2 separate regions of the Mus musculus genome follow, and region 1 is linked to region 2. The links are chromatin contacts, called in public HiChIP or PLAC-seq maps. All regions are on one chromosome and are shown on one strand. Each heading gives the region's core, a stretch centred on a gene start, on an enhancer-like site or on the middle of the called end of the contact. The rest is flanking DNA. Distances are from core to core; before and after follow the strand shown. Region 1 has its middle 22 kb from the start of Gm16863. Region 2 holds the start of Fam131a (family with sequence similarity 131, member A).

The links. HiChIP or PLAC-seq counts read pairs in DNA pulled down with a chosen protein or histone mark.
Region 1: an HNF4G HiChIP or PLAC-seq map of pancreatic cancer cells shows a contact between it and region 2. The contact joins the enhancer-like site here to the promoter of Fam131a in region 2. A contact is called at or near these places in 3 of 39 promoter capture datasets (the 3T3-L1 cell line, cranial neural crest and hippocampal neurons), 1 of 115 datasets of contacts at active chromatin or transcription factors (pancreatic cancer cells) and 1 of 9 other capture datasets (embryonic stem cells).

The regions. Positions count from the first base shown.
Region 1 is chr16:21,317,732-21,320,514 of GRCm38.p6, reverse strand. No RefSeq gene overlaps it. Among named protein-coding and RNA genes, the nearest start is that of Gm16863, 22 kb to the right of the region's middle. Within about 2 kb of position 1,469, at least 69 of the 459 cell types and tissues checked have an H3K27ac peak or open chromatin away from gene starts, as enhancers often do.
Region 2 is chr16:20,693,625-20,696,324 of GRCm38.p6, reverse strand. Fam131a (family with sequence similarity 131, member A) reads right to left here and starts at 1,268. Exons shown (of 6, transcript NM_133778.2): 1 at 1,148-1,268; 2 at 444-586. The coding sequence starts at 1,235.

The DNA of each region.
Region 1 (2,783 bases), core at 220-2,719, 620 kb before region 2:
GCAGAGCACAGAGATAAACTTGGGAGGAAGCTGGGCTGAGAGGCCTAGGCTAGCCACTAGATTAGTCCAAAGATAAATCTACAGTTATGTCTGAGTCCTCCTCATCCATGGCCCAAATGCTCCCTGATGCTCAGAGGGCTTCTAAAAGGCTTGACTGGGGCAAGAGAGTTAACTCAGGCTAAGAGCATTTGATGCTCTTCCAAAGGACCAGCACCCACATGGCAACTCACAACTGTCTGTAACTCCAGTTCCCGGGCATGTGACACACAGAGATACACGCTGGCAAAACACCAATGCACATTGAATAGATAAATAAATAAAAGTTTGACTCAAGTTTAGAAAGAAAGCTGAGGAATGGGGTTCTGGGGTCAATTACTAGCTATGTGACCTCAAGGTAGACACTTACCCTTGCTCTTTTCAAGAACCAAACTTAGGAGGAGGGCAGAAGGCCACTCCCATGTCAGCCCTGTTCAGCCCTGTCCTGGCACTGCCTCTGTAAAGCCTGGGTCTGTGGGAGTGAGCGGCTCGCTGGAGTGCGCTGAGCCCTCAAAATACCTTGCTTTAAAGACCAGCAGGAGTGGGTGTTGCCCTGTCTGGGTTGTGGGCTTCTTCAGGGGCTCACAGAAAGGCTGGTGAGTGAGAAATGAAGACCTAAAAGAACAAACCTCACCAAGACGGCTTCCTAAAGTGTCACCTGGCCATCTGGGTCTTAAGGAGGGCATGTCTTTATTGTATTTTTTTTTTCTTTAAATAAATTGAAGCTTTTCTTTTTAAAATTTTTTATTTATTTTTTAATTTTATGTCCATTGGTGTTTTGACTGCATGTATGTCGGTGTGAAGGGTGTCAGATCCCCTGGAACAGGAGTTTACAGACGGTTGTGAGCTGTCACGTGGGTGTTCTTAACCACTGAGCCATCTCTCTATCCCTTGATGCTTTTCTTGGCTCCTAATGCTTGGGGCTAGCCCTGACAGTCTCCAACAGAACTGAAAGAACTCTCTCAACAGCCTCTGCTCATTCACTCATTTAGACGACACCACATGCTGGGCTGGAAAGCAAAGGCTATGAACTGTGAAGTGGCCAGACTTGGGCGTTGATAAGCACATTGCTATTCTGAGACCATCAAGAGAATTCTGCCGATGTCATTGAGAAGGTACCAGCTCAATCCAGGAAGGAACAAGGAAACACACAGTTGCCACATTTGACTCTGCTCACACACTACACTACCAGTGTGCCTAGCCCTCTAGGCCAGCAGTATCTGTAAGCCTCGTGGCAGTCTGCTTGCCAGCTCCAGTCCACCTAACTTGTCCCAGAGAATCTTTGTCCACTGGCTCCTTTCCTACCCACAAATTCCTTTGTCCAGCATTTCCAGAAGTTTCTTCAGGAAAAGCTCCCCACGAGTTCTAGCTGTCCCCCTCCCTGCTGCCAGTTCTATAAAGCAAGCTGACTCCTGTGGGAGTTTTACATTTTGGGGAAGTGTGATTCATGGGGAAAGAACTCTTTCTAACCTCTGCTTTGACCCCCAAAACCTGTGGCTAATCCCGAGTGATCTAAATCTCACAAAGCTCATAAGTAGAGGAGCCACCCGGCATTGAGCTGTGAAGAAGGGCCTCTGGCCAGCCAGCCCTTGCCTTCCCACTGGCACCAACGGCCTTCCCCTGAAACCCTGCACTCTGTTGGCAGCTCCTTCTAGGACCCGCAGCCCAGAGCCCCTGGCTGGAAGGGATGTTTGCCAGACCTCGGGTGGCCAGCCAGTCCATAGCCGGGCCCAGAATCCCTGCCTCTCTGGTCCTGGCAAGAAACACCTCGGTTGAACAAGCAAGAGAAAAGCTGAGAAACAGGCATCTAAAAGACCTCATTCTTGATGGGAGAAACAGTGGGACAGAAACACACTTGTGAGTTAAGATGGGCAGTCTGAAGAAGTTATGTCCACCGTAGACATGACTGCCACAGACCTGACTCAGACTGAGGCATCTGGAAGTTTCCCTGCAAAATATAGAAGTCAAATCCATTTCTCCTCCCCATGCAAACAGTGCTTTGAGGAACTAATGTTATGAGCAACAGGTATGATATGATTGTTCCGTACACAGCATGCCTCTCCCATAGTAACCAAGGAGGCAATGTCTGTACAACGCTTTGCACGGTGCCTGACATGTCATTTTATAAGTACAGTCACACTAGGATAGGAAGCAGCAGGCAGAGAACTGTATTCAGTCCAGAACCTTGTCTGAGAGGTCTGCCTGTTGCACCCTGGGGCCTGGGAGACCAGGCACTAGGGTTTCACACCAGGAAGTTGACTGGCTGTGCCGGACATTTGTGTTGCTGCTGCTGCTGCTGAAAATAGAGCCTCTGTGCAGCTGGTCCCTGGGCGAAGGGAAGGGCAGTGGCAAAATTTAACTGATGGTGGCTTCAGAACACACAGATGGGTATATCCCCCATCCCCCATGCATCCCCATGCCCGCCTCTGCCACTGCTTCCCATGACAATTTGGAAATCAGAGGCTCTTAAAACAAGTTTTCAGTGCCCCCACCCCCACTTCCACTCCACTGATAAGTAGGCAGCCCTGAGCCATTTCTCCCTGAGGCAGGAGCATAATGAAATAGGCTAGGGGCCATCGGGTCCTCTGATTTTAGCCAGTCTGTACTGGGCCATGCATTCTATCAGGGTGCTAACAAGGCCCCTTGGTTTAGACTCAAGACAGAAGAGGGAGTTCCCATTGTGTGCTCAAGAGTGAGGGTGGTAAACTACTTCCTGGTAAACCTTTCCTGAGATTTCCCCCTCCCTT
Region 2 (2,700 bases), core at 19-2,518:
GGCGCCGATAGCCTCTGGCCAGGCCTGTGGGAAGGGGAACCTGGCGGGTGTTTCCTGGCCGGCTCTCCCTCCCTCCCCTCTCTTCCCCCAGCCGGGGCCATCCATGCCCAGCGACGCTCCGCGCAGCTGCGGCCCTGGCCCAAAGAAAAAGGTGTATATCTCCCTGGCAACCCATCACCATGCAACAGGGTCTCCCGGGATACGGCCTGGGATGCGCTGACGTCAGCACCGAAGGCGCTAGCAAGCCAGCCCGCTGGCACCACGCCGAGCAGAGCAGACCGGCGCGGGGGCGGCCTGCCGGATAGCGCCTCCGCTAGCAGGAAAAAAGAGCCCGAAGCAGGATGGTGAGGCAGGAACGGGGAGGGGTCACACGAACCCTCAATGTGAACGCCACCCCCACCCCCACCCCCCGCCGCCAAACATGCACAGAAAAGGCGCAGCACCTCTGGCAAGTCCTGGCTGTCCACGGAAGAAGGACGGGGGGACCGACTCCAGCCTCGGAGAGTTCGAGCAGATCCCAGGGAGGACAGAGAGAGACCTCGAGGGAGTTCGATCCACTCCACAGCCCAGGCAGGGTCCGAAGCCACTGAGGAGTCGGGAGGGAACGGTGTTCATCTGCATTCCCACTTCTACCAAGACTGCCATTTTCACCGTGCTGCCGTGTCATTTTTTATTACCCCTCCCCCATCTCGCAGACAATCTGAGTTCACGCACATAACTCTCCTGAAACCCCCTATCCCACAACTGACTGTGGCATCCCTAAGGACACCTTCCTCTACAACTATTTTGCCATCAGAACTTACGTTACTCATACCCAAATATGAGTAACCCCTGACCTCTCCGCCCGCATCTCAACCCTTGAAAAGTGCATGAAATTTGCCCACCAGCACTGGCCCCCTCTCACTCTCCTTCTCCCCAGGATTCTTTCCTCTCACCAATCTCAACTGGGCTATCACTCCCAACAAACCCATGATTTTTCTAAGTTTCACCCTTGTAAGTCATTACCTAATGGCCCCAACCCGAGTCTCTCCCTTTCAGTCTGCTTCCCAATATCTAAACCAGAGAGAGTTTCCTCTCCACACCTGGTGTTCCTTTTTGCTCAGTTTCCCATCGCTTCCCAGATCACATCCATGATCTCTGCTCTCACCTCTGCGACTTGTCTGACAAGTCCATCGTCCTCCAGGCCCTTCGCGCTGCCACAGAAACATTTTGCCCAGCACAGAAATCATAGGCATGCTGGCTGTGTTGATGCAGAGAGCCCAAAGCCTGAACTGCTTCAGGCCCAGCTCCCAGTTCTATTCTTGTTTTGGCTCCGGATGCTGAGCCAGTCCCCTCCCCACTTGGAACTTATGCCTAGTCACATAAGGAGAACACTCCTGTCTCATAGCTTTGAGGAAGTGGGAGTGCCAGGGACCTCGCCAAGTTCTCTGGCTTGTGGGGCTGAGGCTCATCTTAGCTTACACAGTGCCAACTGGCCACGTACATCACAACTAACCTTTTAGCTGGAGCAGACGTCTCTGTCCCTGGGCCTCAGCCAGTTGGTGGTCCCCAGAAATGCTACCAACCAGAAAGAAAACAGGTTACTGGCTATGCCAGACGCCTACCTGGTACTCAAGGCCAGTCCTGAGGTCAGTCACACTCTTCCCTGACTACAGGAGAGGATGACTTCCTGAACTCCGTGCAGACCAGGAGTCAGAGCGCCCTGCCACTTCTTCTTTTTTTTTTTTTTTCGAGACAGGGTTTCTCTGTGTAGCCCTGGCTGTCCTGGAACTCACTTTGTAGACCAGGCTGGCCTCAGAAATCCACCTGCCTCTGCCTCCAGAGTGCTGGGACTAAAGGCGTGCGCCACCACGCCCGGCTGCCTTGCCACTTCTTAAATTCATAACCCACGAGGTTATTTCTGGGACTACAAATCCCAGAATTTAAGGGAAGTCCACATTTCAGCCAGAGTTTACTTGTAAAAGACCTCAAACATCAACCATACTAATGCTTTGTGTGATTGACCACCTGCTTGGAGATCCCAGGACCCATTCCGAACTAATTCCTTGACACAGGAGGTAGGCTGGCTGACCTAGAGCTAAAGTGCTTCTCTCCTCACCCCACCGCCCCCGACCACATACATGTTTTCATGGAAAAGAAGGCCTGAGCAGGGCTCAGCGGCTATAGGAAGACCTGGACTTTTTCTGCTCGGAATAAGTGTGATTTGTTTTGTTTGTTTGTTTTGTTTTGTTTGGGGGGGGGGTAATAGGAATAAAATTATCTGTGAGCGTGAGAGGTTATCAATTTGCTCACAGATGCTCCACCTGGGGCTTCCGACCCTTTAATCAACCAGCTGGGAGACGCTCTGAGCAAGTGTTAGGCAAAAACTAGCGTTCGGTGGGGTACTTGGCCAGCATTTGCAAACTGACTCCTGAGGATGAGAGCACCCAGGTAGGAGAGGCAGGTTCACAGCAAAGAGCCACTCCTAAGACACTGAGATCAGAGAGGTAGGTGTAGGCAATGAAGTATGTATATACAAAAGGCTAGTTGCCTGGAGCCCGGGAAGGTGGGGGCCGCAGGTTGGCCTGCGGCTCCCAGGCTGTGCCCCCGCAGCCACTCTCAGCAGCAGGAATACAGGCAAAAGGCAGAAGGTGAGTACACCACGGAAAATCCCAGTAGCAGGCAGGCCACAGGAACAAGTCAGAGTCGGCTAGCCCCCTC